Regions from separate parts of the Mus musculus genome. Here regions 1, 2, 3, 4, 5 and 7 are each linked to region 6. The links are chromatin contacts, called in public HiChIP or PLAC-seq, capture Hi-C and promoter capture Hi-C maps. All regions are on one chromosome and are shown on one strand. Each heading gives the region's core, a stretch centred on a gene start, on an enhancer-like site or on the middle of the called end of the contact. The rest is flanking DNA. Distances are from core to core; before and after follow the strand shown. Region 1 overlaps Wdfy1 (WD repeat and FYVE domain containing 1). Region 2 holds the start of Serpine2 (serine (or cysteine) peptidase inhibitor, clade E, member 2). Region 3 holds the start of Mrpl44 (mitochondrial ribosomal protein L44). Region 4 holds the start of Ap1s3 (adaptor-related protein complex AP-1, sigma 3). Region 5 has its middle 27 kb from the start of Ap1s3. Region 6 holds the start of Mogat1 (monoacylglycerol O-acyltransferase 1). Region 7 holds the start of Cul3 (cullin 3).

What was found. Promoter capture Hi-C pulls out the DNA fragments that hold promoters and counts their contacts. HiChIP or PLAC-seq counts read pairs in DNA pulled down with a chosen protein or histone mark. Capture Hi-C pulls out chosen DNA fragments and counts their contacts.
Region 1: a promoter capture Hi-C map of liver shows a contact between it and region 6. The contact joins the enhancer-like site here to the promoter of Mogat1 in region 6. A contact is called at or near these places in 9 of 39 promoter capture datasets (the 3T3-L1 cell line, cranial neural crest, embryonic stem cells and 5 more) and 1 of 9 other capture datasets (pancreatic islet).
Region 2: a contact with region 6 is called in a capture Hi-C map of embryonic stem cells, with 4 times the contacts expected there. The contact joins the promoter of Serpine2 here to the promoter of Mogat1 in region 6. A contact is called at or near these places in 5 of 39 promoter capture datasets (liver, neutrophils, pre-B cells and 1 more), 1 of 115 datasets of contacts at active chromatin or transcription factors (embryonic stem cells) and 1 of 9 other capture datasets (embryonic stem cells).
Region 3: a contact with region 6 is called in a promoter capture Hi-C map of liver, with 6 times the contacts expected there. The contact joins the promoter of Mrpl44 here to the promoter of Mogat1 in region 6. A contact is called at or near these places in 14 of 39 promoter capture datasets (the 3T3-L1 cell line, 3T3-L1-derived adipocytes, the C10 cell line and 8 more), 1 of 484 Hi-C or Micro-C datasets (bone marrow-derived macrophages) and 5 of 115 datasets of contacts at active chromatin or transcription factors (astrocytes, embryonic stem cells and stem cell-derived neural progenitor cells).
Region 4: a contact with region 6 is called in a promoter capture Hi-C map of liver, with 13 times the contacts expected there. The contact joins the promoter of Ap1s3 here to the promoter of Mogat1 in region 6. A contact is called at or near these places in 19 of 39 promoter capture datasets (the 3T3-L1 cell line, 3T3-L1-derived adipocytes, the C10 cell line and 10 more), 2 of 15 datasets of contacts at CTCF or cohesin (embryonic stem cells and large pre-B cells), 13 of 484 Hi-C or Micro-C datasets (B cells, the C10 cell line, cerebral cortex and 8 more), 3 of 115 datasets of contacts at active chromatin or transcription factors (bone marrow-derived macrophages, embryonic stem cells and extraembryonic endoderm stem cells) and 3 of 9 other capture datasets (adipose tissue, embryonic stem cells and liver).
Region 5: a promoter capture Hi-C map of liver shows a contact between it and region 6, with 8 times the contacts expected there. The contact joins the enhancer-like site here to the promoter of Mogat1 in region 6. A contact is called at or near these places in 16 of 39 promoter capture datasets (the 3T3-L1 cell line, 3T3-L1-derived adipocytes, the C10 cell line and 9 more), 2 of 15 datasets of contacts at CTCF or cohesin (embryonic stem cells and large pre-B cells), 9 of 484 Hi-C or Micro-C datasets (B cells, cerebral cortex, cortical neurons and 4 more), 1 of 115 datasets of contacts at active chromatin or transcription factors (embryonic fibroblasts) and 1 of 9 other capture datasets (embryonic stem cells).
Region 7: a contact with region 6 is called in an H3K27ac HiChIP or PLAC-seq map of embryonic stem cells, with 8 times the contacts expected there. The contact joins the promoter of Cul3 here to the promoter of Mogat1 in region 6. A contact is called at or near these places in 1 of 39 promoter capture datasets (pre-B cells) and 2 of 115 datasets of contacts at active chromatin or transcription factors (embryonic stem cells and large pre-B cells).

Annotation. Positions count from the first base shown.
Region 1 is chr1:79,744,627-79,747,838 of GRCm38.p6, forward strand. All of the region lies in intron 1 of Wdfy1 (WD repeat and FYVE domain containing 1), which reads right to left. Among named protein-coding and RNA genes, the nearest start is that of Wdfy1, 16 kb to the right of the region's middle. Within about 2 kb of position 1,540, at least 63 of the 459 cell types and tissues checked have an H3K27ac peak or open chromatin away from gene starts, as enhancers often do. A contact at or near this core is called in liver, where this site is marked.
Region 2 is chr1:79,857,067-79,860,182 of GRCm38.p6, forward strand. It overlaps Serpine2 (serine (or cysteine) peptidase inhibitor, clade E, member 2), which reads right to left and starts at 1,599. Exons shown (of 9, transcript NM_009255.4): 1 at 1,445-1,599.
Region 3 is chr1:79,774,673-79,777,768 of GRCm38.p6, forward strand. It overlaps Mrpl44 (mitochondrial ribosomal protein L44), which reads left to right and starts at 1,346. Exons shown (of 4, transcript NM_001081210.1): 1 at 1,346-1,639. The coding sequence starts at 1,461. It also overlaps a transcript of Wdfy1 not described here.
Region 4 is chr1:79,670,161-79,673,516 of GRCm38.p6, forward strand. Ap1s3 (adaptor-related protein complex AP-1, sigma 3) reads right to left here and starts at 1,812. Exons shown (of 5, transcript NM_183027.2): 1 at 1,690-1,812. The coding sequence starts at 1,692.
Region 5 is chr1:79,697,124-79,700,112 of GRCm38.p6, forward strand. No RefSeq gene overlaps it. Among named protein-coding and RNA genes, the nearest start is that of Ap1s3, 27 kb to the left of the region's middle. Within about 2 kb of position 1,583, at least 87 of the 459 cell types and tissues checked have an H3K27ac peak or open chromatin away from gene starts, as enhancers often do. A contact at or near this core is called in stem cell-derived neural stem cells, where this site is marked.
Region 6 is chr1:78,509,571-78,512,555 of GRCm38.p6, forward strand. Mogat1 (monoacylglycerol O-acyltransferase 1) reads left to right here and starts at 1,490. Exons shown (of 7, transcript NM_026713.3): 1 at 1,490-1,518; 2 at 2,298-2,485. The coding sequence starts at 2,392.
Region 7 is chr1:80,338,689-80,342,038 of GRCm38.p6, forward strand. Cul3 (cullin 3) reads right to left here and starts at 2,002. Exons shown (of 16, transcript NM_016716.5): 1 at 1,558-2,002. The coding sequence starts at 1,623. Gm39667 (a long non-coding RNA gene) reads left to right here and starts at 2,225. Exons shown (of 2, transcript XR_865570.2): 1 at 2,225-2,462; 2 at 2,540-3,350.

The sequences.
Region 1 (3,212 bases), core at 290-2,789, 1.2 Mb after region 6:
TCCACCACCGATCGAGGGCACAGAGCTGCGATCCCTTCCACTGCCGCCCGCTCGTTCGCTTGAGACTGCGTTGCCATATTGTAAATCTCCCACACAAAGTGTCTGTGTCCTCCAGGGCTGTGGAGAACAAAACAGAAACATCCCAAACAGTAATGACTGTCCATTGCAGGGCTCTGAGACTGTGCTAGCATTCGAAATAAGAACGTCTTGGCAAGGGTTTGGCTGCACATACCTTTGCCCGATTATAAAAGGTGAGAAAAAAATAATGGCAGGATCAACAATCTGGATCACTGGGTCGAGGAATTGCCTCTGAGCCAGATGGCCTGAGCTAGGTCCTCAGAACACGCAGTGGTAGAAGAGAACCAAGCGGTACAAACAAGTGTTTACCATTTTTCAAAGATAACCAACTTTGTTGGTGTCTTAGTCAGGGTTTCTATTCCTGCACAAACATCATGACCAAGAAACAAGTTGGGGAGGAAAGGGTTTATTCGGCTTACACTTCCATACTGCTGTTCATCACCACGGAAGCCAGGACTGGAACTCAAGCAGGTCAGGAAGCAGGAGCTGATGCAGAGGCCATGGAGGGATGTTCTTTACTGGCTTGCCTCACCTGGCTTGCTCAGCCTGCTCTCTTATAGAACCCAAGACTACCAGTCCAGAGATGGTCCCACCCACAAGGGGCCTTTCTCCCTTGATCACTAATTGAGAAAATGCCTTACAGTTGGATCTCATGGAGGCATTTCCTCAACTGAAGCTCCTTTCTCTGTGATAACCCCAGCTGTGTCAAGTTGACACAAAATTAGCCAGTACAGTTGGATTTAGGGATTTCAGGCCTGATAATTAGTTCTTTTTTTTTTTATTAGATAGATAGATAGATAGAGAGAGAGAGAGAGAACACTGTAGCTGACTTCAACACACCAGAAGAGGGCATCAGATCTCATTACGGGTGGTTGTGAGCCACCATGTGGTTACTGGGATTTGAACTCTGGACCTTTGGAAGAACAGTCAGTGCTCTTACCTGCTGAGCCATCTCACCAGCCCCTGTTAACTAGTTATAAAGAAATAATTAAATAGGGAAAAAACAGAATCAAGGATTTGGGGGAAAAAAAGGTAAATAGTGAAATGTGTTGGCAAATGGCATAGTAACTTATAGTTTAGTCACTAAAAATAGTTATGAAGACTAGAAGGTATGGGAAAATGTGCATAAAATGTGGTTTTCTTTTTTAATACTTTTATTTGAAGTAAGTGTGTGTGTGTGTGTGTGTGTGTGTGTGTGTGCTTATGTACATATCACATAGGTGGAAGTCAGAAGAAAACTTATGGGAATCAGGTCTCTTCTTCTACCCTGTGGATTCTGGAGACCCAAAGTGGTTCCTCAGGCTTGGTGCCAAGTGTCTTTATCTACTGATCCATATTTTAGACCAAAATCCTCAGCTTTCCTTTAAAATGCTGAGTTAAAGTTATATGGCTAAGCTGTATGAGCACACTCGCCAGCTCTGCAGTCATCAAGCTGACTAATCAGGGATAGACGGGAGGGGAGGGGACACTTGTGGAGCAACACTGACTCTAGATCCTTGTTAGGACATGAGGCCAGCAACACAGAGCCCATGGGAACCTTCTGGCAAAGCCACAAGTACACACTTCGGAGTGAGTGCAACGCCAGGATTGGATTTTGCTTTGTGTTCAAGTGCAGCTATCTAAAATAGCAAACACAAAAATACTCCATGCCTTAAGAATGTGTCTGTCAACATCACCATTAAGAGCAAACAAGGCTGAGGAGTACAAACTGAGTGAAGGATTAAACTGTTTGCAGCCTCAGGCACAAGAATCAGGCAACTTCAAGTAAATGACGGGCACTTTCCCTTCTTAACAAGACTACTCTAGAGACTTCTATGTGTCGGACTTAGAACTCAGTGGTCTGCTGGCCATCAAAGTGAACTTGTGCTTAGGACAGGCTTGGGAGTCGGGGACATCCTCGAGTCTATGAGGGGTCACATTTCCGGAGGGCCACTACAGATCATGAAAGGGACTCTGGCTTCCACAAGGAGACATGAAATGGAAGGAACACCTAGAGGTTTGTGAATAGACTGGGCCCAGATAAGATCACTCCCAAAGGAGCAGAACGAAGTGCTTGCAGAGAAGACCTAAGAAACCAGATGCAAGAAGGCTGGACAAGAGGGTCCCCCAAAAGGTTGAAAGATGTAAGACAATAAGCTTCGACCCTCTAAGTTTGTCTCTGCTGAGCTCCTGTAATCTCAAAGCACTGAACTACGTAGATATAGACTTCTTGCTTTCTAGACCTACACGGGTATTCCTGAAAAGTTCATGATCTGCAAAAAGCAAGCTACTCTGTGGCAAAGATGGTGGACATTTTTATCTCCGGTTTATGCTTCAGGGAACAGAAATAAGCAGAAAGCCATCTTTAAAAATACAAACCAATATGGCCGCTGCAACACACTGTCTGACTCTACCCAGTTGCCTTGTCCAATTTTATCCAGCTCTTACTAAAAGATGATAAAAACCTTACAATGTAAACCTTTTTGTACAAAATTGTTCATAAAAGATACAACTCAATTTTTAAAAAGCAGCTTTGTATAGTTTTTAAAAAGTAAACAAGCCTTTCTAGAAATTTCCACATATTTCCTGCTAAAGCATTGACTCCTAAGCAAAGGAAGATGAAGCATTGCCAAAGACCAGCAAAGTATGGTGATGGCCATCAGAATCAGTGCTAATGGCAGCTGATGGGTGTTGGTGCTGATAACACGCAACAAGGGCTGCGGCTGATGGCAGCCAGCGATTAGAGAGAAGGAAAGGAAGAAAATTCAAACATGCACACATATACACAGAGAAAGGTTGAGGCAAGGACAAGCTCCAGTAACTTCACACATACAAATACATACATACATACACATAGACAGACAGACAGGCAGGCAGGCACATACATATTCACACACTGGATGGCTGGAGCAAAGCTCCAACAAGCAGGCCCCAAGCCTTTCACATACACACACACACACACACACACACACACACACACACACACACACACACACATTACTTGGTGGGTAGACAGAACGAAATTCCAACAAGCAGGCTCTAAGTGTTTCATGTATATTCATACATACATACCTACACATACATGTTAGTGCAAGAGGGCATGTACATAAACACACACACACAGAGCTGGTGGATGGAGCAAGCTCCAACACACA
Region 2 (3,116 bases), core at 349-2,848, 1.3 Mb after region 6:
GTGAAAACCACTGGACCTGACGTGGTCACAGAATCGAGAGTCCCCGCAGCAATACCACCACAAGAGGGGGAAAAGGCCAAAGTTCCAAACCCTGTGGGAGAAGAACTGGCTAGAAGAGGGCAGCAACTCTTCCATCCTAACCCATCTCTGACCACTGTCAAGTCGCCTATGTGTGAGGCCGAAAATTAGCATCCTTTAGAGATTCGGCAATTTCTGTCTTACTGTGCTAATTTGTCAAGTTCATGGGAGAAAATTTCTGCCTAGATTCTTTCAAAGAAGAAGGAACGATGACATCGGCTCATGACCTTCAGGAGTCACCCTTAGCTGAACAAAAATTTCAAACACTACTCTGAAAAAAACAGCTAAAACTCCATTGTTGACGGTTCCATTATCTGTGGCGAAGCTCTTGAGATTTTTTTTTTTTTTTTTTTTTTTTTTGCTTAAATGTTGCCAACAGGGTATAATTATTGTTTTAGAACCACAGAAAGTGTTCAAAGCACCTTCAATTTTTAAGTGTGCTTCAGATACACAAATCGGTAATGCTGACATTTCTCCCATTATCTGTATTCCCATTCAGATACAAAATCTCCAAAGTACAAGATGATCAGATCAATTGTTCTAGAACAGTTCAGAAAAGTAAACTGCCTCCTGGCTTGAAAGAGAAAAGTTAAACCTTCAAACACCTTTTTATGTTCATGCTAAATATAAGAACGTTCCCAGCAAAGTAGTCAAAGCAAGATCCAGCGGCGTTTGGAGATTTCTCTGGAGAGACACGCGGAGATTCTGTTTTGTTCATTAAAACACTAAAAATCCTCAACAGCACCTTCCCTAATACCTGAAGGTGGAGTGCTGTCTTATGTAATAGCAGCTTTCCCTCTCTGCTCATCGTGGGGGCAAATTAAATACCTAATTCCTCCGAGGATTTCTGAGTACTTTCACCTTACCTGGAGTCACTCACCGGCCTCGCAATTCCCTGGTCCACAGATGATGAAAATAAATAAGAAATCGCAAAGAGCTGCTACTGTATCCTAGGGACAAGCCTGTTGCAAAGGCCAGTGTGAACTGAAGTCCTTCCCCAAACCGCTGCCCACCTCCACACTGCACAGGCAAAGGTTACAAGTGAGAGCCGGTCGCCCGGGACAGGGACCCGCGCACGGGAAAAGTGTGGGGTCGGTGCTACCCGTGAGTGCCCAGTCGCCTCGGGTTCAGGGTCACGGTTTGCAGTCCTGCTGGACCCACCCCGAGCTCGGCGAGCGTTCCGTCAGCCTCCGGCACACCTGGACGCCCAAACCCTCGGGGACAGGGACGCGGGAGCCAGGAGCGCTCGCAGCGGGGCCCGAGGCGGTTCGAGAAAGTTCCCGCCCCAGCAACCGGTCGCGGTGCTGCCCCGGGGACAGTCCCCGGCTCCCCTCCGAGCAGCGGGAACCCCGCAGCTGCTACTCACCCGTCCTCGCTTGGATCCCCAGGTGGCGGCCGAAACCGGGAGGGAGATCGGCGCTGCGCGGCGGTGGGGGACAGGCGGCGGTGACGGTGACGCGTGCAGCCCGCACTCCCGTGCAACCACTGCACTAGCCGGCCGGGCCGCGCGGGGGCTTTATCGCCGCCGCCGCCCCCGCCCCTTCCTGCCTCCCCCGCCCCCCGGCCCGCCCCGCCCCGCCTTCCCGCCGCCGCCTTTGTGTGGCAGCCGGCCGCAACGTCTCTGCACCGCAGGGGACTTTAGGACGCCCCCCTGCCCGACCCGCGGTCGCCAGATGCCGCCCTCTCGCGGGGGTTGGGGGGTTCGGGTCCCCAGAAAGCTCCGGCCAGACGCGCCGGGCTCGAGGTGCGGCGCCAACCCCCGGTCGAGCTGCACGTGGATCGTCCGGATGAGCCTGTGGGGAGTGGAGAGGAGTGGGCGACACAGAAGCCAGTGGTGTGCCCCTGAGACGCAAGACGCGTCGTCTGGGGGTGTTGGGGGGGGGGTGACAGTGTGCAATCCTGCAGGTGATGGAAATAACGGAGCTAGGACGTGGAGGTCTAGAACAGGTCCTCCAGGTGCCCCAGAGTCAACTTATCCCTGCTTAGTGGATGAGCTGGCTGTGGGATTCCTAGGCACATGACAAGCAAGGACATGCAGAAAACTGACCCCTTGCTTGTGGTGATAGCATGAAGTACTCTCAGAGCTCCGAAGATCCAGGTGTTTTGAACCTACACCTTCAGCCCCTGAGACCTTATCAGACCCAAGGCCAGCAACAGATGGCTGTTATGTCCCATGGTCTGTTACCTGAGTGTCCCTTTCTGCATTCTTCAGTCCTCTGCTCAGGTTAGGTTTGTAGGGACTTTCATGGTAGTCTCTGTTGCCTTTGGTGCAACGCCCTCCCTATCAGGCCCCATGTTTGGCCCCAATGAAGAAAAAACAGCCGTAAATCTCTTTAGGGCTGTGAAATAAACTGCACCTAGTGCTAGAGCAACTCAGATCTCTGAGCAACCACACTGACACAGCTGTGTCCATGACAGACACTCCCCCACCCGTGTGTGTGAGTGTGTGTGTGTGTGTGTGTGTGTGACTTGAAAAACTGAGAGCAGCTTTCCAGATGAAGGCATTAGGGACTGAGGGTGTGGCTAGGTGGTAGGGTGCTTGCCTCAGATGCACAAGGCACTGGATTAGGGTGCAGTGCTACAGATAGGAGGGGAAGCAGATAAGAAACTACTAGAGCAGTGGTTCTCAACCTTCCTAATGGTGCAGCCCTTTAATAGGTATGGTTCCTCATGTTGTGGTGCGCCCCCCCCCCCCCATAGCACTATTATTTTCCTTCTTACTTCATAACTGTGACTTTGCTACTGTTATGAGTTGTCATATAAATATCAGTGTTTCCGGATGATCTCTGTGAAAAGGTCATTTGACCCCTCAAGGGGTCATGACTCACAGACTGAGAATCACTATACTAGAGAGCCAAGTTTGAAGTGTGAGTGAAGGCAGATGCACAGAGCTTGCTGGTTTCTCTGCATCTGCTTCTATCTCACCATCTTCATGCTGACACTGCTGATTGAGACAGTTGTAGGCACTCGACTGAGACCCCCATATACTTTGTCCAGTTCTTTCTCAGGGCTGACATTTTGCAAAGCGATTTCCTAAT
Region 3 (3,096 bases), core at 96-2,595, 1.3 Mb after region 6:
TAAGAAGTTGGTAAAACACATGAAACTGAAGAAGAACGAAGACCAAAGTGTGGACACTTTGCGCCTTCTTAGAATTGGAAACAATCACCCATGGAAGGAGTTACAGAGACAAAGTTTGGAGCTGAGACAAAAGGATGGACCATCTAGAGACTGCCATATCCAGGGATCCATCCCATAATTAGCCTCCAAACGATGACACCATTGCATACACTAGCAAGCGTTTACTGAAAGGACCCTGATATAGCTGTCCCTTGTGAGACTAGGCCGGGGCCTAGCAAACACAGAAGTGGATGCTCACAGTCAGCTATTGGATGGATCACAGGGCCTCCAATGGAGGAGCTAGAGAAAGTATCCAAGGAGCTAAAGAGATCTGCAACCCTATCAGAGGAACAACATTATGAACTAACCAGTACCCCAGAGCTCTTGACTCTAGCTGCATATGCATCAAAAGATGACCTAGTCGGCCATCACTGGAAAGCGAGGCCCATTGGTCAGGCAAACGTTATATGCCCCAGTACAGGGGAACGCCAGGGCCAAAAAATGGGAATGGGTGGGTAGGGGAGTGGGGGGGGGGAGGGAGTGGGGGGACTTTTGGGATAGCATTGTAAATGTAATTGAAGAAAATACATAATAATAATAAAAAAAGAGAAAAAAAATGAACAAGCTGTTTGTGAAAGCAGGCACAAAGACCCTGGAGTCTAACTGGGTGAGTGCAGGGGAATTGTTTCCCTTGTATAAGAACCATACAGGTGCCTCTCAAGGAAAAGATGTTCACCATAAAAACTATGGGAAAAGAAGCAGAGACACTTCCATTTCTGACTTCAGGTCTTTTACTCATATTTTGTTAGGAAAGCTTCAAACGTTGATACAGATTTTTAAAAAAAAAACTTGTAATTTCACTGTTAATATTTTTATGTACCCCTCCTGGTCCCGAGTCTTCCCCTGTGGGAGGGGGGTAGGGTGGGAGGAAAGTAGTTGTTTTAAAATACAAACTTTAATTTTGGTTAAGTTAAACACACTTCTGAACGTGCTTTTGTAAGCGAGACTTTTTGGAAACGGTTGGGTGAAGCCTTAAACTTTGAAAACATTTCCTCAGTAGTGGCTGGAATGATGGTCTGCAACTTTTAAGACTGAATGTAAACAAGAAATGTTTTTCTTGTGAAAATTTAAGTGTTTTATTTAGAACTTTAAAAACTAGTTTTTGTTCTGCTTTAATGAGAAATAAACACAAGCGAGACTGATAGGGTCAAGCAACTGTTTCTCAACAATTTCTGCACCCATACTTACAGAATGGGCAGAAAGAAGCACTTGCGCACGCGCAGTACACTAGCCATGCTCCCTCTTCGGTGTCCTCCAGCGTTCAGGCCTCTCTCTGCTGCTGCACCAGTTTCCGGGGAACCGCGTTCGGGCTACACCGCTCCGGCTGTCTTCCTTCCGCCTCCTATTGCCTTGTTCTTGCCATGGCTTCTGCTGTATTCCGGTTGCTGCAGCAGGGCCCTCGCCGCCTATTGGCTCCGGCCGTCCCCACGCTGGCTCCTCCGGTTCGGGGAGTGAAGAAGGGATTCCGTGCCGCCTTCCGCTTCCAGAAAGAGCTGGAGCGATGGCGCCTGCTACGCTGCCCGCCGCCGCCAGTGCGACGGTAGGCGTCTCGGGAGGGTGGAGAGGCTAAGGTGGCGGCGAGGACACCAGGCTGCAGGCAACTGCGGTGGGCACGTTCCTGCAGGCAGCATGGGGCAGAGGAACTGGGCGACAGGGGCTGGGCTGTCCCCTGCAGAATCTCACTAGCTGAATATAAGCAAATGGGGTCGACCAGAGGGTAACTGCTTGGGATTGGGATTGACCCAATTTTGTCACTTCCTAATCTCAGGCCAATTGGGTATTTTAAAGAGGAATAGGGTCATCAATTCTACCATATTGCGTACCAGGGTAGAAACATTTAATTCTGTGTGTAACAGAATTTCATGTCCACTGCCTGGAGTGAGGATAAAAGTTTAGGTTTTTTATCTAATTAATCTTCTTGCCTGGGGGCGGGGGGGGGGGTTGTCGGACAAATCAAAACAGCCAACAACAACAACAACCTCAACAAAAACCCCACAGATTTTTCTAAAGTGCATCATGCTTATATACGATCCTGCATCATGCACTTTCTGTATACTCTGTCTTAGTGGGCAAAAGTACACGAAGATCAACTTCATTCTTACAGTTTCTTTGGCATTTGACTTCCGTTAGATTGTTAGAACACCAAAGAAGCAGGAACTGTCTCTAGTTAGCTAGTTATTCCTGAGCTGAGACTTTGATTACTATTTTAATATTGCCCTCCAGGAGAATATTAATCCCCTTTACACTAACACCAGTGAGAATACACCTTCTATTGCACAATTATTGTGGTTTAATAAGCAAGACTCAGAATCATGTCTTAATTTACATTCCCTTGCCCAATAGACAGGTGGGTATTTTAAGATTAATGAGTTAAAATTGGAAAAAACTATAGAAAACAAATTTAGATTTATGATTTTAAACTTAGATCTATTTTTCTTCTCTCTTTTAACTTTAAAGGATTTTATTGTGGCATTATTTTTCTCTAGGAAAAGACATTTAATTTTCTCTAGGAAAAGGCATTTAATTCTTGGAATTGTGTGTCTGTACAGTGTACCTGCACACACCAGGCCATTGTGTCAATTACCACTACCACTGAATTAGAACAGCCTCAACCCTCGCCTGTGGTTATGAAATTTTGACACACTCATAAGACTGATATTAACTTATGTAACTGGAAATTCAAGTGGACATTTCTGAGCTTTAAATAAATATATATAAACTAAACATAATTACTTTCAGTTTGTGGCCTGAATCTATATAGTTATAATTTGTTCATACTCAGGTAGAAAGCATAATGTCACTGTTAGAGCAGAAAGAGAGAACTTAAATACTAGCAGAGCAGCCTAATGTGATGTGAACAATCTGTTTAATATGGCAGTTAAGCCAAAGGGAAACCCCCACATCTTATATATAGACAGTAATGACGGACTGCCAGTGGTTATCTGTATTACCTTTTGTATTTAGACTGTTAGAATCCGACAATAAAAGAAACAAACT
Region 4 (3,356 bases), core at 562-3,061, 1.2 Mb after region 6:
TGGAACTCAAAAAAAAAAAAAAAACCTTCACTACAGCCTTAGAATGCAGATTAAAAGCATTAGCATCCTTATGAAAATGGGTTTGATCTTATGACCCGCTAATAAACCCTTTGGGATCCTTCCGGGCTTCCAGGCCACCAATGAACACCTGTCCTATCAGTTAGGAACAGTTTGCTATCCCACTAAACAAATGAACAAACCCAGATGGAGGTCAAGCAGCCACAGGTAAAGATGACCACCTGGTTTGGAGGTTGCAAGGGTGGCGGGAGATCATGGAGAGGAGGAGCTGGCTTTGCCAGAAGTGCTAGTAACACTATTTCCTGACAAGGGACAGCAAGGCGCGCCCGCACACACACACAGGAGGACAGGGACTGGAGGGAAAGCTGGAGAACCTTCCCAGATTCTGAAGGTCATTTGACACGAGAGGAGAAAAACAAAACTCCCACCTTGTGCTGTTTAGAACTCAGGGCCTTACCTCAAATCCTGCCCCTTCCTCAAGAAGTAAGCAGCTTTGGGCTCCATAGATACTTGGGAACCAGCCTTCATCCCACCTCCATTAGGCAAATGAGCTATCTTCCTGGGTACCTTGTTCCTTGGGAAACTTGAGCAAGCCAAGAGAGCTGCTCCGTTATTTACAGGGGCCTTTTTGCACCCTGCATTTACCTCAACAAACAAAAAATGGGCACGCTGGGAACCCTGCCGACATCCTCTGGGCTATCTGTCCGGGTGTCTCAGCAATGGACTACTCCAACTCAACCTTCTTTCTAAAGTCACCTGCTCTCTGTCGTGCATCCAGAGAGTGCCTTCAGGAGGTCACTTCTCTGAGAATTTGGGAAGTGTGCACAACCAGGGAAGTGGGACAGGCTACCAAACTAGTCACTGTCCCAGCAGAAAGCCAGCGCGAGAGAAACCTCAGGTATTGCTTCCACCCAGAGCTGGATATCCACTTCTGAGTGTAGCGGGTCTCCGGGCTTTCATCTTGATAGGAATTCCACCCCACGCCCCCACCCCCCCACATCTCAGTCCATTCTCCATCATCAATCAAAGGGTTCAGGAAGTGTAGAATGGATACGGTCACTACTCCTGTTAAAATTCGAGCGAATCAAAACCCAAAACTCTACTTTATGAAGAACTGCTACCTGGTATCCCTCCCGCCTCTCCAGCCACAAACCGGGGTTTCATTTCTCCTCTTCACAGTCGCTCACCCCTCCAACTGCTGCGCTCTACCAAAACACCTCGGGGAGCTCAAATGTCACTTCCTCAAAAAGGCCACCAAATCAAAAATTACCTCTCAGGCGGGTTTCTTGAGGCTTGGGAGTTCTCCTCGCTCTGGAAAGTTATTTTTATTTCACCATTCCATCACCGTCTCTTTCCCTAGGCATCCTTTCCTACCAGTGTTAAGCACCTGGTCCCCCGCGACATCCCCAGCGCCTGGCTCGGACCAAGCGATCAGAGAAAGAGACTGAAATGAATGAAGAGCGGTGCCCGGTGTCCGTGGGACTCGCAGGAACGGGGAGACCTGCACTGTCCGGAGCAGCCGGGCCACCCTCGCCTGTGACTCGGCGGTACCCAGAGCCAGGTTAGGCGCGTACCCCCTCCCCAGCCGCGTGTTCGGCCCTGGAGCCGCAGGTGTCACCTGGAGCGCGCACCGCCTCGACCAGCTCCATCACGATGCTCAGCCCTACTCACCATGGTCCCGGGTCCCTACAGCAGCGATTGCCCGGGATGCGAGGGCCAGAAGAGACTGTAGCAGCCCGGGCGGCTGACAGGTGAGGCGCTAGCCTCAGACCATGGCTACTTCCCACAATGCCCTTGAACTGAAAGTTTGCAGACTCCTCCCCGCACCGGGCTGCTCCTCCCCTCCGCTCCTCCCACACACCTTCCTCCTGGCTTCCTCAAATTGTGTCACTCCTTCTCTGCCTCTTCACAAGCCTCCCGCTCCAGCTCCCCCTTTTACCCTTTCTCACTCCCTCCTCCTCCCCCTGGTTCTTCCTTTGCTCTCCTGCGCCACGGGGACCCCGCAGTTCGCCACGCCCCTCATCACCGCTAGCCCCACCCAGGGCAGTGCTTACACCTGCGCGCGCACCTTCTGCGCTGACCGCGCCTGGTGCCCCAGCTTCCCTTTTGGTCTGGGGTCTGCGATCCTTCTTCTGCTGCCACGTTGTGTGCTTCATGAATGGGACTGGCGACCTTCCGCCAAAAGAAGATGCTTGCCTTTACACCTGAGAAAAGTGTAAAAAGCAGTCTGGCCCTACACCTCAGGGAGAGAGCAGTTCCCAGAGCTAGAAATACATGAAAAATGTTTTCACACACACTCCCTTGAGTTTTGTTTTGCTTTTTACCAAAATTGCAATTCAAGAACATTCATAGCCCTCTCCGCTTAAAGTTTTCTATTACATTAAGGTACTGAAACTCGGGGGGGGGGGGAGTGGTGTTTGTTTTTCTTCAGCTGTTTTTCTTCCCCTTGATTTTTAGGCCTAGACTGTTTTGTTATTTAAATTAAAATATAATTACATCATTTTCCCCTTTCTTCCCTTAAATTCCCCTCTTCCCCAGGTATACCCACCCACCCTGCCCCGGCGCAGTTTCATTTGAAATCGTGGCTTCTTTTTTCTTTAGGGGTGTGTGTGTGCGTGTGTGTGTGTGTGTGTGTGTGTGTGTGTGTGTGTGTGTTACTGCTCGGTCTTTTAGTGTTGCTCTTATGTGTATGGTTTCAGGACAGACCACTTGGTATTGGCTAAACAATTAGGGGAGTTTTAAGCCGGAATAAAGAATCTCCAGGTCTCCGAGTTCTAAGCAGAGTTTTAGCACAGATTGATTTGGGGAGAATGGGCTGGTTTCGCCATATACCCAAAGAGAGACAATGACTCTTAAAGGTTAACCTTTGTCTAAATGGCTCTTAGACCCATAAGTCGACGGAATTCCTCTCCAGGATCTAATCTGAACCATCTGCAGGATATAGACACCCCGTGCCCCCCCAGCCCCCATCTAGGAACAGGAAAGCAAAGAGAACTCCAGCTGGGCTCCCGAATTCCTGCCACTAATGCCTTTCCTTCATGCCAGGCCCTATGGGGGAGCCCTGGTGATGAATGAGGGGGCACTGATGTCACTGATGTCACTGGTGCTCACAGTCCCCAACAGAACAATAGGTGATATACAAGTTGCAACAAAGCCCAGGAAATGCTAAGAGACCCCAACAGCTGGGCTAGCAAGACACAAATTAGCTACTGTAAATTACCCGGAAGCCAGGTAAACTGCCCCCTGGTGAGGTGGTAAGCTGTTCTGACAGAGAAGCCAGGACACTGAAGGAAAAGACTTGTCCTGGATGGACAGACCCCAAAGATAGCCTCGGTGGC
Region 5 (2,989 bases), core at 333-2,832, 1.2 Mb after region 6:
CCGCCCTGGCTTTCACAGGTTCTGGAGAGGCTCCTCATCACTTGGGCTGTATGCAGTCTAGATCACTGCTTCTCTCCAGACACACGAAGCTTTCGATGAGGGCCAGGTGTGTCTGGCCTTTTGACATCACCTCACAACACTGTCATAACCAAGTTCATGCCTGAGAAGTTTGCAATCAAGTATTTTTAAATTGTTAAAAAAAGAAAAAGTCAACGAAACTTCAGTGTTTTAAGTACCCTTACAACCTTGTGCTGAGCTTAATTCACATGCACTCTGGGGAGCAAGCTGAACACACACATGAGCTGTTTTCTCTTCCCTGGACCGCTTTCCTTGTTTCTGGCTTTGCTCTCTCCTCCTTTAAAATCTTTGTACATGTGTCACTCTGAGCACAGTTTAACTTGGCAAGCTGCCTACACACACACACACACACACACTGAGCCTTCCATCTGCGGCTCCTTTTGTTTGCTTCCTTCCCACTTACTACTTTCCGGCACTCTGTGCACGTTACCTATTTGCTGGGTCACTGCTTCCCTCTGCAAGGATGGAAGCTCACCACAGCGGGAGCGTCGCTCTGCTCAAGGCTTTCTCAACAAGTGAACTGTGTGTCAACAAAAACTCACGCGTAAAGGACAAAAATTACATGTAAGAGGCAGTTGCTTCATTGTGGAAAGCTCAGTAACTCAGCTTTTCTGACTGCTCTAATCACTGTGCATAATTTATAAAACACTGTAGACCTCCAGCATCTCTATATCCAATAAATATAGTAATATGTAGTTATCTTGTTGGTTAAAAGAAAAGCTTGCAGGTCTCAGGAAGGTAAAGGGAAGGAGTTTAAGGAGAACATGCCCTCAGCTGGCCCTGGTAGAAAAGCAGCCACCTCGGGGCAGCAGCTTTTCTTTGCAGACAGCTCTGCATGCTGGAAATCCGGTGAGGAGCTTGGAGACCAGGCCTTCATGTATCAGGACACTACTGCTGTGTAACAAAGCACACTAACACTGACTTTCAAAGTCTGTTTTATTGTCCACACTTTTGTGGGTCAGGAATCTGAGAGCAGGGTCCCACAGCTGTGCCTGTTTCTAGTTTCTCATGATTTTCCAGATGTTGTTGGCTGCATCTGTGCAGGATGTTCAGGATGGGCCACTCACAAGGCTGGATGCCTGCGCCGGCTGGCAGCTGGAGCTGCTTTCCCACAGACAGATGTGGACTGGGTGCCATTTTCTGACTTAGCCTCAGAACCACATAGTTTTACCTTTTCCCAGTTTCCCAGACCTGTTACCAAGGCTGGTCTGGTGAGTCACTGAAGTGGGCTCTTTTAAGGGGAAGACAAGAGACATCATCACTTCATAGGAGGAAGGTCTGAAATTCTGTGGAAATAACTTAGGAACTACAACAGCATCCATAAGAACATAAAACTGAGGGCAGCTTCTTACAGTCTCATGGTAAGAAGGCTCCTCCCCCTGCCCCCCCCCCCCCCAGTAGACTCTGCTGTTTTAGGATAACCAACCCCTCCCCACAGTCTCTGTGGCTTACCACAGTCTGTCTTGTACCTCTATCTCATACCACTTCCAGCCTTTGGCTAAAGTGTCAGTGGCATGCCAGGGAATTGTGGTGGTGTAAGGATGGCTGTGAGGAAACAGCCACCCAAAGGCCCCACTCCATGCTCACTCTCTGAGCAAATTCACATCACTTGCTTTTTTAACTTCACAGAGCAGCTGACTGACACGAACTGGACCAGCACTGTTACTTTAAAGATGGACTGTTGTGCCGGGCATGGTGACACACGCCTTTAATCCCAGCAGTTGGGAGGTAGATTTCTGAGTTCCAGGCCAGCCTGGTCTACAAACTGAGTTCCAGGACAGCCAGGGCTACACAGAGAAACCCTTTCTCAAAACACCAAAAAAAAAAAAAAAAAAAAAAAAAAAAAAAAAGATGGACTGTTGTGTTTTACTGATCAACTTACCAAGTTGTTTTTGTTTTGTTTTGAAGATTTATTCTTTTGTATATGAATATACTATAGCTATTTCCAGACACACCAGAAGAGGGCATCAGATCCCTTTACAGATGGTTGTGAGGAACCTTGTGGTGGCTGAGTATTGAACTCAGGACCTTTGGAAGAGCTGAGCCATCTCTCCAGCCCCAACTTATCAAGTCGTTAAGGGTCAGTGTGCAGCAAGTGTTTCTCTCCATCCACTCTGCATATTCTGGGGATTGAACTTACTTTGCACTTGCCAGGGAGTGCTCTACCGCTTAACCACATCCTCAAAGCATCAGCCAAATGACCATCACAGTGCCTGACAATATGCTCATGAAGCTATCCACAAATTTCCTAATAGAGGCTTGGCGGGGCTGGGGGGTGGGGGGGTGGGAAGGCCGGTGCTGACAAGATGGCTCAATGGATGAAGGCAGTCACTGCTAAGCCAAAGGACCAGAGTTCAATTCCTGGGAGCTCAAATGATAGGGGGAAAAACCTGCCCCAAGGCCAAGTTTGGCACCCACATGTCTCCCCTGCCAATAAATAAATGAATAATAAATAATATTTTTATGAGTTAGAGAAATGATGACAAGGACATAGGTGTGGCTGGATAAGAGTAAGAGGCCATAACAGATCCGAGGGGTAAGGATAATGAGAGCATTTTAGAACTTATACTGGGATGGGACAAGAGTTGTGAGCTGGGCTTATAGACTAGCATGATTTGAGTCACGCTGCACCAGCTCTGACAGCAGGCTGACAGAAACCAACAGACAACCAGGAAGGCAGTGGCTTGGAACATGGGGACGGATGCTGTTTGGTGGCCAGTGCTGGGATATTTCTTGAAGGAACAGCTGACAGGCTTTGTGTTCAGGTTTATGTATGCAAGCCTGCCCAACTTTACTTATCAGTAACTATTATCTTTTTATCATATATAAACATTACCACACCTGGGACACATCCGACATATTTTCAGTACACAACTGCAATTTGGGATTCCCTGGGGATCGGAGCAGGACT
Region 6 (2,985 bases), core at 240-2,739:
CTGTCTGTAACTCAAGTTCCAGGGATCCAATACCTCTTCTGGCCTCTGTGGGCACCCAGACATACATGTAGTACACAGACAGACAGACAGATCACCCATACACATAAAATCAAAATAGAAAAAAACCCTACACATATAAAAGTAAATAAGTCTTTTAAAACACGATGGTTCTTGCTGATCCTGATGTTGCCTGCCTGTAAGCCCCTTAGGGAGGTGGGTCACGAGATCAAGTTCATTAACATATGGAATGCAGCTCACCTGAGCAACAGGAGTCCCTCTCTCAAGCCAGTCCTCCACCTCCAACAAAAGATTCAATTGTTCTTTACTAGCTGCTTTCTGTGAGGTGACAAATGCATCATCAATAACATTCTAAGTGGTTAGGACCAAGGGTTTTAGGTGTTCTGCATATCCTACCATTTGTATCTTTCATCTGAATTTCATTTCATCTCTGTTCTGCCTAGCTTCCAGGAAAGGACAAGACAGAGTCTTCAGCACTTACCTACAATTACAGCTCTTCTCCTTCTCTCCTCTTCTCGCCTCTTTTCTCCTCTCCTCTCCTCTCCTCTCCTCTCCTCTCCTCTCCTCTCCTCTCCTCTCCTCTCCTCTCCTCTCCTCTCCTCTCCTTTCCTCTCCTCCTCCTCTCTCTCTCCCCTCCCCTCCTCCTCTCTCTCTCCCCTCCCCTCCTCCTCTCTCTCTCCCCTCCCCTCCCCTCCCTTCCCCTCCCCTCTCCTCTCCTCTCCTCCTCCCCTCTCTCTCTCCGCTCCCCTCCCCTCTCCGCTCCCCTCCCGTCCCCTCACCTCGCCTGGCCTCACCTGGCCTCGCCTGGCCTCTCCTCGCCTGGCCTCTCCTCTCCTCTCCTCTCCTCTCCTCTCCTCTCCTCTCCTCTCCTCTCCTCTCCTCTCCTCTCCTCTCCTCTCTCTCTCCTCTCTGTCTGTCTCTGTCTCTCTATCTGTGTGTGTGTGTGTGTGTGTGTGTAGGTTGTTTTAATTGTTGAGACAGGGTCTGGTAGCCCAGGCTGGCCTCTACTTTGAGTCCCAATTTCCCTAGCTCCAAATTGGCATGAATACTTCGAAGTGTTGCTATGGAGTCAGGGCATACCTGGCAAGAGACTGTCACAGTGTGTGACATAATATTCAATCACAGAATCTCCCACCTAGCATGGAGGGTGGCTCAGAAAGAACTCTAAGAAAGAAGAAAGTACCTCTTCGACCAGAAAAACAAAACTAAAACAAACAAACAAACAAAAACAGTTTTGCCAAGAAGTTACAAATGGTGCCCTTCCCCTTTTCTTAGGAAGACCTTTGCACACACATTTCCCTTTGCCTGTAGACCTCTTCAGTTAATTAAAGCAATCATTTAAAACTCAAGGGCTGGAAAGACAGCTCAACTGTTAAAATGCTTGCAAGCGTGAAAAATCTGAATCTGATGTCCAGAATTCAGGTAAAAAGTCAGGCTGGTGAGGTAATACCAGAGCACGCCCAGAGCTTTTGGGAGCTTTTGCCAGAGCAGCCTAATTGGGTGAGTCCCAAGCTCCGTTGACTCTATCTCAAAAACCAAAGTCGAGGGCTAAGATAGTATTGAGAAACATATCTGAGGTTCACTTCTGGTCTCTCCACATGCTGCTGTGCACACATTTAAGAAAACTATGCAGGTAAACGCTGAGAAAGAAACAGGCACAAGAAGTTGTCCCACCGGATTCTAACTCTTTCACTCTAGCGTTTATAATAGGGTCTTGTAATTGTATACTATTCAGTTGTATGGTTAGTTTGCTTAGATTTTTTCCTGCCCCCCCCCCAAAAAGGTCATTTTCTCACAAGATAATGGAGATTTGGTGGGCTTTCAGTATATATGGGTTAAGAGAATGAATGAAAGGAAATCATCCAGGATTTGTGTAGGAATTTTAGGACACAAAAGAAAACACAAAAAGAGAGACCCGTGCGTGCACTCGCATACGCACACACCTTGGGGGGGGGGGTAGTGTGGAGACCCACACTAATAAACGCAAGTCCCACACTTTCCTCCAGCTAGTGCTGGACCTCAAAGAACTAACCAAACTACCCACTCCCCAATTCTTGGCTTCAGAGGATGAGGTGGGTTTATGGGTGGATGCTGGAGCTGAGTGCTAGGCGGTCTATCAGATGAACAATGGTCAAATACGGGTGGAGGCCCAGGCCCTAGCGATTGGGCAGGCAGGCTGACCTCTCCCACGAGTGACCAGGGTTCTGCCTCAAGCTGTGATTAGTGATCCCCAGCACCCCGCCTCAACGCCGCGCACCCTCCCTCACCTCCTGCCCCAGGGCGAATTGGTTCCTTTCCGGCCAGCTGGAGCCTCGGCCTCCCAGTCGGTAGCAGTACCACAAATCCTGCGAAAGGAGTCCTCCGGGTAGAACCATGATGGTCGAGTTCGCGCCACTCAACACCCCGCTGGCACGGTGCCTACAGACCGCTGCGGTGCTGCAGTGGGTCCTGTCCTTCCTCCTGCTCGGTAAGAGCTCCGCCGTGCCAAACACTCACCAGACACAGTCCCTACCCTACTGCGCACAGCCTCTGGTTCCTGGGTCTGCCTGGTCAGACAGTGTTCACCTACTGTGGGACTCCCTGCTTTGGATTCCTCTCCCTCTCTCCCTCTCTCCCTCTCTCCCTCTCTCCCTCTCTCCCTCTCTCCCTCTCTCCCTCTCTCCCTCTCTCCCTCTCTCCCTCTCTCCCTCTCTCCCTCTCTCCCCCTCTTCCCCCTTTCCCCCTCCCCCTTTCTCTCTCCCTCTCTCCCCCTTTTCCCCCTTTCCCCCTCCCCCTTTCTCTCCCTCTCTCTCTCTCTCTCTCCCTCTCTCCCCCTCTTCCCCCTTTCCCCCTCCCCCTTTCTCTCTCTCTCTCTCTCTCTCTCTCTCTCCCTCTCTCCCCCTCTTCCCCCTCCCCCCCCTCTCTCTCATATTTCCTCTATGTAGCCCTGGCTGTCCCAGAAGAACTTGCTCTGTAGAACTCTTTATG
Region 7 (3,350 bases), core at 752-3,251, 1.8 Mb after region 6:
GGTCAAATATAAGCTCTTTCACATTTTACTAAACAACAAAGAAACAACAGAACCAAGAGTAAATATTTCCTAGAAAAATCAGTGTCATAGTTGATTAAAAAAAAATTAAAACATAAAAAACAACCATGTCTGAATTCGCTTAAAAAAAAAGAGGGAAGGATGTGGATTTGACAATCACTTGGGTGGTTGATTAGGTAGGGAAATTATTCAAGTTCATAAACCTGGCTCACTGTCCAATTACAAAGGAAAACATAATAGTTACCTTTATTGGCACTGTGTTTCTAGCATTTCTCACTTTCTGGTGTAATCTCTTATTTACTTAAAAAAATCGTTCATAATGCAATTATTATTAAAGTATCTCGTCCTCCTGATTATACCCTACATGTTAACATAGAGCCCATTTATTTACATAAAGGTGCAAGTTTTTACATGCTGACAATATGTCCCTTGCAAAGTCACAATTCTGCATCGCTTGTACACTTCTTTGGGATGAGGAATTCAGAGGCCCTCAAGTTCTCCAAGGCAAAGTTACTTAACTCAGACAATACTATCGTGGTCTTTCATTCCTCACAGCAAAGGGTACTTCAGGAAAAGCCTGTTCAAAAAGTGATGACAAAGGCCCCCTTCCCCTCCCACACGACAGAATGCTTATGAGTCTTAGAAGGGAAAAACAACCTCCCTCCGTTTTACTTTTACAATTCTGCTCCACTGATGGCTTGTCTATTTGACATTTACCTGTCACTGTAGCGACACGAGCAAGTACGTCCAGTTTGTTACAACAGGACATTTTAATTGCCTGCCACTGGCTATCTGATCGAGGCATGACATCCAAAGTTACATACTACTCCATCTACTAAACACCGCAAGCCTATGACTCAACGTAACGCCAAGAGGAAAAGTTTCTGAAGAGCAAATGTTTGCTGTCGCTAAAAACGTACAAGGTAAAACAAGTCTGAGTGGCAACTATTCTTGGGGACCTCCTTGACTAAGACACGGAAAAGCTGTGCCTGGCCCTCCAAGAAGTGGAGGGGCGATTCTGAACCGGAGTGGGTCAAGCGCTTAGGAAGCTTTGCAGGATCAAGGATGCTATAAATACTATGCTCCTAGTGTTTTGCCAGTGGGCATTTCTAGCATCTCTGTCAGTGAGTGGGGCAGTGGGATGGCAAGACCGCCCCTGACTACGGAGTCGAGCAGAGGTGGACAGTCCTCCCCACCGCCGTAAAAGCCGAGCCGGCTCCTTCTGGAAACCGCACGCTAAAAGTTACACACACGCCCCACGCGACGGGTGCGGCGGCCACAGCGCGCATCCCCTCAGGGCCGCGGCCCCCGAGGCCCGAGCGAAGGAGGCCCCGGGGCGGCCGGGGCGCGGGGAACGGCCCCGGAGGTGGCCGACCCGGCCCCGCGCCGCCCCGTTGCCGGGAAGCCTCGCGCTCCGCCACCGGCGGCGGCCGTGGGGGGAGGGGAGGCCGGCTGCGGCCTGTTGGCGGAGTTCAGCCCCGGCCTCGCGTGCGGCTCCGGGCCGCGGCTCCCGGTCCCGGGCGCCGAGGACCGACTCACCGGAAAGGCCCGGATCCGCATCTTGGTGTCCTTCCGGCTGCCCGTGCCTTTGCTCAGATTCGACATGGTGCTCGGCCCCTCCCCGGCGGCGGCGCTGACGGCGGCGGCGGCTGCGGCTCGCACTCGGAGGCGCCGGTGTCACATTGAAGGCGGGAGGGCAGCCGCGGGGCTCGGCGGGGGGCGGCGGCGCGGCCCCCGGGCTGGGCTGGGCGGCGGGCCGGCCCCTGGGCGGCCGCGGCGGCGGGGGCGGCGGCTCGGGCTCGGGCGGCTCGGGCTCGGCCGGGGGCTGCGCTGGCGCGGCGGCTCCGCGGGCTTCCCCTCGCGCCGGGCTCGGCTCCCTTTATCGCGCTCCTCCGCGATGGCGGCGGCGGCGGCGACGGACAAACATCTCACTGCGCAGGCCGAACGTCCTCCTCCTCCTTCTCCTCCTCCGCCTCAGCGAGACGAGATCCGGCCCAGAGGGTGGAGGGGGGAGGAGGGAGGGAGGAGAGCGGAGAGTGGAGAGATGGGGGAGGGGGCGGGAGGACGGGAGGGGAGGCGGGAGGCCGCGGCGGGCACGTCAGATCTCGCGAGATCGGGGCGGGCGCGCGGTCGGGGGCGGGGTGGGGCGAAGCCCGGGAAGGGAGGGCGCAGGGAGAAGTGGGGTCTGAACGTGGTGGGGAGGGGGGAGAGGGGTGGATTAAGGAATGGGCGTAGTCAGCGCCCTGGGGGGCGGGGCCTGGTGCAGGAGACGTAGGCTGCGTTTTCAAAAGAGGAGCGTCGGAGACCCCAGTAGGCTGAGGTGGCTTCTGATTGGTGGAGCGCGAAGGTGGTGGGTCACGTGGGTAGTGGGCGGGGGAATTTCCGGAAGGGGGAGAGGGGAGTGTTGTGTTGTGGGCTGGCGGGGCTGAGCTTGGCCCTAGTAGGTAGGTAGTCCTGGGAAAGGGCGTGGGGTGCGAGGAGGAAGGTTCTACGTCCTAGAACTGCTCCTGTGTTTTTCTAGGGCACGTGGCCTAGGGATGGGTACTTGAGCCCAGCCAGAAACTTGAAAGCAGGGTTTGTGCTTGAGTTACCTGCAGACTGCGAAACCAGTGTCCTGTTTTTAGCTAGGTGTTGCAGCGCCTCAGAATCAACCCGGCCTTCTTACACTGTACAAGCTCCTGGGTTTGTTCATTAGTTGATACCTTCTGGAGGATCCAGAGCCCACTAATGTTAAAACCCGGTTTTTGTTTGTGCCGAAATAAAACAAATGCCTAATATACTACAATATTGTGTTAAACATACGACCATTTCCAAGAACAGTATAGATCATTAAAACCAAAAGCACTGTGAAATTAAGTTTGCTGTAGGTTTGGAGACATTTTTCTATTTGTTCGGGGACTCTTATCCTATAGTCGAAATGTCCAATTCGACTGCTTTTGGCTTCTAATTCAGTATGAATCCTACATCTACCTTGCATACTTGCTCATTTGCTGTTTCCAACGCCCCTGGGAAATCTGAGATTCTCCCAGTTTTGGATCTTCCCATTTTGAGTGAACTGTTGTTGGGATTAGCACCTACAATTGAAATTGGTGGCCCATGACCTTAATCCCAGCATTTGGGAAGCAGAGGCAGGTGGATTTCTGAGTTCGAGGCCAGCCTGGTCTACAGAGTGAGTTCCAGGACAGCCAGGGCTACACAGAGAAACCCTGTCTTGAACACCCTTCACACACCCCCGCCCTCCAAAAGGGAAAACTTGATAAAGCTTGTTTATTTATGGTTGAATTGACCCTAAATTATTTGTAATGACTAAGCTTAGAGAGTTAAGCTAAAAA